Regions from separate parts of the Astyanax mexicanus genome. Here region 2 is linked to region 1. A link is a contact called in public Hi-C data. All regions are on one chromosome and are shown on one strand. Each heading gives the region's core, a stretch centred on a gene start, on an enhancer-like site or on the middle of the called end of the contact. The rest is flanking DNA. Distances are from core to core; before and after follow the strand shown. Region 1 overlaps lpp (LIM domain containing preferred translocation partner in lipoma). Region 2 overlaps lpp (LIM domain containing preferred translocation partner in lipoma).

Region 1 (4,128 bases), core at 1,160-3,659:
CTTTTGCCATTTAGTGGTGAATATTATCAGCCTGTAGACTGCTACTAACCCTGGCTAGCACAGTTGGACCAGCATTAGCATTATACGCTAACTGCATTAAGTGCTAGCTCTTTCACCATTCAGAGGTGAGTATATTAGAATGTAGCCTGCTTGTTTATCATAAAACAAACTATGTGGCTTATCGGAACACTCAGGGTTCCATAGTGTAGGGCTGTTGGGCGGCATTAGCTGCTAACCGCAGCTAGCCTCATTGGAAATCTGGAAATCTAAGCTTACTGTAAATAAACGGAAGTGATTTACTCACCCAAATAAACAGTTTTCAGGATATAAATCTGTGTAGATTAACATTCAGTGCTTGTTTGACTTTAAAAGAAAATGTTTGTTTTAAGATTTATAGTTTTACTTAACCTTAGTTTAGTTTTACAGGTTTCACCACTAGGAGGTGAGACCTATAAAGCTAAAATAAGTTAAGTAAAACTAGCGCCACGGTCGGCTGTGCCCCGTGTGAAGGAGCACCGCGGTCAGCTGTGCCCCGTCCAAAGGAGCGCCACGGTCGGCTGTGCCCCGTGCGAAAGAGCGCTGCGCTCCTTTTTAAGATTGTTTTAAGATGTATAGTTTTACTTAACTTAGTTTAGCTTTACACATCTCACCTCCCAGCGGTGAGACCTGCTGAATTAGAAGGAAAACATGGCGACACCCCTATTCCTTACTAGTGCTGCATAATGCACCTTATGTACGAATATAGAGCAGAAAATAGAAATTTATTGATAGTCCGCCTTATAATCCTGTGTGCCTTATAGTGCAAAAATACGGTAAATACAGTCAGTGATTGTTAACCTTGGTGGAGAGCAGGCTGTGGGCAGCTGCTTGAGTTTCTGTCCAGATTACACTCTGGACTCGAGAAGAAGTTTAGACTGGTGAGAAAAAAAACTGAGGCCAGTTTCACTGGCATACTCACCATTCAGTCATGCAGATCTGATGCCAATAAGTAAATGTCCAGTGCTGCGCTAACGTAACTTTATAACGTTACGCAGGTATAGAGCGTACATTCCGTACATTTTATACTTACGGTCAGGATATGTCTCTGACCGCCTCCCAATGTGGTTTGAGTGATCCAATCGTAATTTGAGCACAATGCATCCTGGCTGTGTTTACGCCTGCTGAAATCTGATCATGATCTGATCATGAAGAGCACATGATGATGTGAGGTGTAAACAGTTCACACAGTGCTAACAGTCAGAAGTGCCTTGTACTCGTTCCACTGCACTCACTGCACTAAGAAAAATATGTCAGTTAGATTAGACAACTGTATTCTATACACATAATGATTTCTGATTTGAAAAGCTTAAGAATGAATGTAAAACTAATATTTGGTCTGTCTTCATAAATCTTGTGTTAGAATCTGAATAAATGGTTTACATTTTGACACATGCCTTTATACTGCTGTAACTTGAATTGTCATCAATAGGTTCTAGTAACACTTTACATTACACATTATTTGGTATAGTGAGGGCAGAGAAAATATGCTTTGCTTGGCTCAAAACACAAAAAAGGCGTGTACTAATTCTCTTAATTAATCTTGGGTGTGTTTTGGGTGTATTGTGAAATAAACCCAGTCATCAGTGTGCCAGTTGTCATTTCCCTTTAAGAACCAGATGCTCTCTGGCTTGGTGCTTTTGTGCATCTCAGCAGAGGATACTAACCTGTCAGGTTGTCAGGGTTTTAATCAGTCAGTGGAGCTCCTGTGTTTTCCGCCATCAAAATAGAAACACGCCAGAAATTTACCTGAACACACCTCACTTACAGACCACCACAGGGTAGATCTATTCCTAAATTCTGACTCTATTTTAATTATTTTAAAAGGTATGAAAATAGACTGTTGAAGGGGTGTAAGATAGCAATGAGTATCACATCACGTTTTACGCAGGTTATACGATAGGGCCCTCAATGTATTAACTTGGTTCAGTTATTTTAATTAGTTGATGGTAGATATGTTGTTGTTAGTACTGTTAATTAATGTACCCTTATTTTAAATTGTTACAAGTGCAACTTAAAATCAATTTTTTCTTGCTTTTTGTGAAATATTATAGGTGTCTCTGAGTTGTAAATGATGCTGCGCGTGAAACTGTTCTTCAGTCTTCCTTGTCTCCAGTAGCCAGTAAAAGAAAATCCTCAGAAATACGAGTTGATCAGAAAGACGTTAGGGTGTCTACGTCAACCAATGACTTCATGGCCTCGCCCACCTCCGCTCAGGACCGCCCACAGAGCTGAACCTGGGCTACAGCATTAGGAGCTATAGCTAATGAGGAGCTAACAGCTCTGTTTACTTTGTTTACAGAGCTAGTTTGACAGCCGTTATTCACGCTGCTGTGGGGGTTATTTGGGCGGCTATAGGTAGGGGATTAATCGTGCTGCCGCGGGAGACCGACATTGCGGGCGCGAATATGGAATGAGACCTTTTAAAGTAGCTGGATTCTTTAGAAATTCATTAAAAGGAATGCCCATAAATATCTAGACATGCTATAGATAACATACTAAGGACTGAGGAAGGCCCTCCTCCAGCACAGTAGACTTTGTGAATGTTTTAATTTTCTAATGTCTAATGGATTTTACACAGTTCTAACATAGATGCCACCCAACGCTGTGCCGTCTAATGCTGGCACTCTTGATCTGATTCGCCGTGAGCCCATCCAATGCGTGATGTAATCAGGTGTACACCCCCCCGAGCTTTCACACAGAACTACCCTGATTTGCTGTTACTTCACTCTAAACTCTCCAACAGCCATGCTGGCTCTGGATCCGCCCCTTTTAATGTCTTTTAAATGAGTGCACGGGAAACTCCGCCCCCTCTGGTACCGCCTCAGGGCATTTCAGGACACTGCCCGCACCTCTGGAGCCTCGCCGTTCCGGAGACGACCCAAACTGCTGACCACAGCGCTGAGACTGCCTCCATTTGTCAGAATGGGATTAGTGTGAGTGTGTGTAAGTGTGTGTGTGTGTGTGTGTGTTTTTGAGTGCGTGTTTGTGTGTTTTTGTACGTGTGTGTGTGTGTTGTCCTGTGCTCCCATTAATAATAAAACACTGACACCCTTCTGCTCCACAGCCAGACATCACCACAGTAAATTATAGCCATGATCAATCTCTGTCGTCCTCCCTCTCTCTCTCTCTTTCTCTCTTTCACATTCTACACACACTTTTCCATTCCCTCTCTCCGTGGCTCAGTAGATACTCTAATCAAACTTCTCATAGTATTATAAATTAATACGATTCATGAAAAAAATTATAGCTGTTGATATGAATTGTATTATAAGGTTATGTTCACACAGCAGGTAAAAGTGGCCCAAATCTGATCTTTTTGGTCATACATGATAAAAGTACGTTATCTGGGTGTCAGTGAAGAAAATATACGGCAGCAGTGAGTAAAGAGTGCAGTAATGAGAGAGTAAAGTAACAGAGCTCATTAATATTCAGACTATTGTTTCTGTTCTAATAATATTAGAAGGCCCTTTATAACAATCAGTAAGTGTTTCTAATGAAATAGCTTTTTGGTATTTTTAGACTCTAAGTAATGAAAATAAAAAGCTTTAAAAAACTTTGCTTAAAATATAAAAGTATTGTGTTTATACTATACTATAATTATACAGCTCTGAAAAAAGAGGCCAATTAAAAATCATGAGTCTCTTTAATTTTACTAAATTACAATCCTCTGAAATGTAATCAAGAGGAAGATGGATGATCACAAGCCATCAAACCAAACTAAACTGCTTGAATTTTTTGCACCAGGAGTGATGAAAGTTATTCAAAAGCAGTGTGTAAGACTGGTGAAGGAGAACATGATGCCAAGATGTATGAAAACTGTGATTATAAAACAAGATTATTCCACCAAATATTAATTTCTGAACTCTTAAAACTTTATGAATATGAACTTGTTTTTTGGTATTTCAGCCATTTCTTAATTTTTGCTAATAAATGCTCAAAATTACAATATGTTTATTGAGAATTTGGGAGAAATGTTGTCCGTAGTTTATAGAATAAAACAACGTTCACTTTACTCAAACATAAACCTATAAATAGCAAAATCAGAGATGCTGATTCAGAAACTGAAGTGGTCTCAATTTGTTTCCAGAG
Region 2 (4,128 bases), core at 1,138-3,637, 130 kb before region 1:
ACCCAACACCTCTGTTATAAACCAGCGCCAGTGAGGGGAGCACATTTCAGTATCCACGCTCACTGTGTCTCAACCATGAAAATCTTTGTAGTGCTTACTATAAATGTGTGCATCTGTGTTTTTGGTGGGATGTCCTTAAATTTACACATTCTATTACAAGCTTTTTTATGTCTTTCATTTGATTTTCACTTAAAATAAAATGAAAAGAAAAAAGAAGAATCGGAGAGAAAGAAGGAGTAAAGTGTAAATCAGTTTTCTGGTTTAAGTATAATAGTAAGCTCTATTTATATAACACCATCATGCTCTATAAATGCAAAAAATTTGAGCAATAGCAGAATAACCGAACATTATTAAAATACCTTAAATGCTAATGTACATATAAAATATATATAATGTATGTAATATTAAAGTAAAAACAGTATAATCTCTTTTTTTTTACACATTTTTACACACATCTCTATTAGAAACACCATGATTCTTCCTAAATTTGGACCTAGAATTCAGCACTGGATTCTGGATTCATGGTCCACATAGTCGTGACAAATAATAATTAGTATCATGTTTATTTTGAGAGTTTGTATTAGAACAATCTCAAATTCTATATTGTGTAGAATATTTGTATATATGTGGCATTTATTTTTTGTTGTATTATTCTTTCCCACGCTCTCTCTATCACTCTATATATGCAGTATATTTTTGGTCTTCCTTTCTTGGGTGGTCCTGATGAGAGCCAGTTTCATCATATGTTTTTGATGGTCTTTGCGGCTGCACTTTTGGATACTTTAAAAGTTCTTGAATTTTTTTTTATTGGCTGAGCTTCATTTTTTAAAGTAATTTGTTTCCTTGCCTTGTGTGTCTGTGTGTGTGTGTGTGTGTGTGTGTGTGTGAGAGAGTTAATTTCGTTGACAAATAATTTGTGTCATAGTTTTACAGTCAACAACCATTTTTCAAGACGAAAATGAGACGACAACTAAATTAAAACAGCATAAAATAATAACATTTTCATCACAGAATAAAAACGAGACAAAAATGTTTGGCAGGGAGGACATCCAATCAGAACTGATTTAGTTTTTTGAAAGGTAGGGAAATGTTTGTGAAAGATTTGGAAGAGATCCAATCACTACTGCTTTAGTCAAAATTTGTTGTCAAAATTAACACTGGTGTGTCTTATTGGTGTGTAATATTGGTATGTGTGTGTGTGTGTGTGTGTGTGTGTAGTGATTCTGTATGATGTGAATGTTAATCTTTATCACTCTGCTGGGTCTCAGGTTGGCGTGGGTTGAGCTCATTGGTGGTGGTGATCAGTGTTTTCAGCAGTAGTGTGTGAGAGATTCGTGGTCCTCAGCGCTGAGATTAGCTGCTAATTCAGGCATGGGTTAGATTATAGCGCGGAGCGGCTCCGGACTACAGCGCTGACCACGGATCAGATTACAAAACGGGAACACGAATCAGATTACAGCTTCACCAGCGTTCTGACCTGGAGCACTGGCACTGCCTGCCAGACTCCACACTGTGTAACGTGACAGTTTCCAATACTTACAGTGAATAAACATATTTGAACCCAATTTTAGCGGTCTTTAATATGAGCCATCACCAAACACCACTTAGCTTGATTTAGGGTATATTGTTGTGTCTTTGCTATTGTAAAAGCGTGAAAAGTATGCCTCGCACTGCTCGAAAAGCGCAAAATGCTTGTACTAACTTAATTAATCATAGGTGTGTTTAGGGCTTGGTGTGCAATAAACCAATCAGCGTGTCACTTTTCATTCACTTTACTTTATTTACCGCATTGTGCAATGAACATCTGACAGTTGACGTCTGTCTAGGTTGTATTCATTCAGATGCGCACCTGTGTTTTCCATTGCCAAGATAGCAATACACCAGAAATTCTGAAGTCTGAACACACCTCGTTTCGAGATCACTACGACCCTTGGCGTAGATATGTTTACAAGCATTGTTGCTTTTTAAACAATACAGGTCGAAGATAGAGAAAAAATAGACAGTTTTTAGGGTGGGTGTAAGATCCTAGAGGAATATTAACCTTATTAACTTCAAATAAGATGCTCTGAGACAAGATGCTTGGTCCAGGACGAGAGATTGGGTGTACCAAATAAGTATGCTAGTCTAGCTCCGCCTCTGGACTTTACTCTGAAGACTCTTATTGCAAATTTGAAAACATGGTGAACATTTTTGGCTTCGTTTCTTCTTATTATTATCACTATAAAGTGTTTACTCTTTATTTTTCCTTTGCTGCAGAACCATGTGGAGTGGCCAGAACGACGGAGACCAGCATGGTCATGTGACCGCAAGAATGGAGACCAGTTTGCCGATGGGCACCCCCAGTATCTCCATCTCCCAGCAGCAGGCCCCAAAGAAGTTCGCTCCTGTGGTTGCTCCTAAACCCAAGTTCAACCCGTACAAATCGCCGGAGGGAGGACTCGAGGGTGCAGGTAAGACCACGGTTTGGGACCTGTACAATGTTTTTGCATAAACTAAAGAAAATGTGATACCTGTGAAGTCATATGCAAAAGTTTGAGCACCCCCTGGTTAAAGTGTTGTGGTTTTGTTTTGTTGTTAGTCAGTGAAACGAAGTACATCATCTACATAAAACATCCTTTCATTAACCTGTTTGTGCAGAAACACCCCCAGCACAGTTCTGGCTGTGTAAAGTAGAATGAAAATGAGCACACACTTGATATTGTGTAAAGAGCTTAATACACAATTGCTTTTTATTGGTGTAATTTAACCCCTTATGCTTCTCAGAATGTATTACACTTCTGTTTAGGTGACACCATGGCATCACAGTGTATTTCACACAGTTCCAGGAGCATGGAGTTGAGGGTTCAGCCCCCACATTCTGTAGGACACTGTCTGTAGACACCATGTGGTTGTACATAACAAAAAAATTATGTTATCTTCTTCTATTGTATTACTAGACTTATTAATTCTTTCAATTATTCATTAATTTATTGATAAGTCCATTATTATTGAATTTCTCTTAAAAGGTTTTTACTTATTTTGAATATGCTAGTTGTTCTGTGCATTGTTTCATATTATTTCAGGCCGTATTATTTCTGAGTAGAGAAGGGATAAAATATTGTGTTTAATGGTACCAGTATGCTGGAACAACCATCCTTGCTAAGCCTAATATATTCATTCTAAAAACTGGGGTGTCAGGTTGCTTTTCGCGGGAGTTCTTATGGCCATGTCACATGTTTTTATGCACTTACGTCACACGTACAGCCTCTAAAAGAGGATCTGGCTCAGTTTTACTGAACGCGAGCGACTGGTGGAGCAATGGAGACTTCAGAAGGGGAAACTACTTAGAGCTCAGTAGCTCATTCACTCATAGTAAAACCAAAAGTGAAGTTTCTAAATGAGTGTGCTCTGCCTCCAATAATCTGGAATCGGATTTATCCACTCTGAAAGGAGACCGCATCACACCCGCCCAGTTTAAAACGGTTCTTCCGCATGTTCAGTACAATTACCCAATTTTACTAGAGAGGGCCCTAAATCCCAAATCCCAAAACTTACCGACATCAGCTTTTTTTATTGTATTTTTTTCTGTTTTTTAAAAAAACAAGAATTTTATTATACTGACAACACAACATTTCTAAATTTTTTTCTTATTGATTTGCATTAATGTCGCCTATTCTTAGGTCATACCTATCTGGCTCCCTCTGTCTTGGGTTTTAATTGAACATGCTAACTTAATTAGTGAACATGTCTGAGTATCAGCGACATTGAGTGTTCATTAATCTGGATATTCCTTTAGTTTATAAAAGAGCCTAAAAACAGAACTTTGTCTGCAGTGGATAATGTCCAAACCTCAGGGGTCATGTGATGTGGACATTCTGGAGGGCGTTTGAAAGAGCAAATTCAATTGCAGTGGCATATCCTCAGTGTCTGACGAGCCAGGCCCGTACCAAAAATATACCCAACTCTTCTGCCACCTCTTTTAGATAGTAGAGACAGTTACTCCAGCAAAAGCAGAAAAGAGAAAAGATTTCTGTGCACCATCATAACTGCAAAGAGAGCTTCACTCAGTATAATACAGTACAAATGGCAATTACTGGGTCCAAGCACATCACATTCTTAATGGTATTAACAATCCTTAATATATAGGTT

Evidence for each region. A called contact is a pair of places that touch in the nucleus more often than the background predicts.
Region 2: a contact with region 1 is called in a Hi-C map of muscle, with 10 times the contacts expected there. The contact joins two enhancer-like sites. A contact is called at or near these places in 2 of 3 Hi-C or Micro-C datasets (both in muscle).

The regions. Positions count from the first base shown.
Region 1 is chr5:47,639,427-47,643,554 of AstMex3_surface, reverse strand. All of the region lies in intron 7 of lpp (LIM domain containing preferred translocation partner in lipoma), which reads left to right. Among protein-coding and RNA genes, the nearest start is that of lpp, 230 kb to the left of the region's middle. Within about 2 kb of position 2,409, the one cell type or tissue checked has an H3K27ac peak away from gene starts, as active enhancers do.
Region 2 is chr5:47,764,425-47,768,552 of AstMex3_surface, reverse strand. It overlaps lpp (LIM domain containing preferred translocation partner in lipoma), which reads left to right. Exons shown (of 12, transcript XM_022675482.2): 4 at 2,257-2,450. The coding sequence starts at 2,261. Among protein-coding and RNA genes, the nearest start is that of lpp, 110 kb to the left of the region's middle. Within about 2 kb of position 2,387, the one cell type or tissue checked has an H3K27ac peak away from gene starts, as active enhancers do.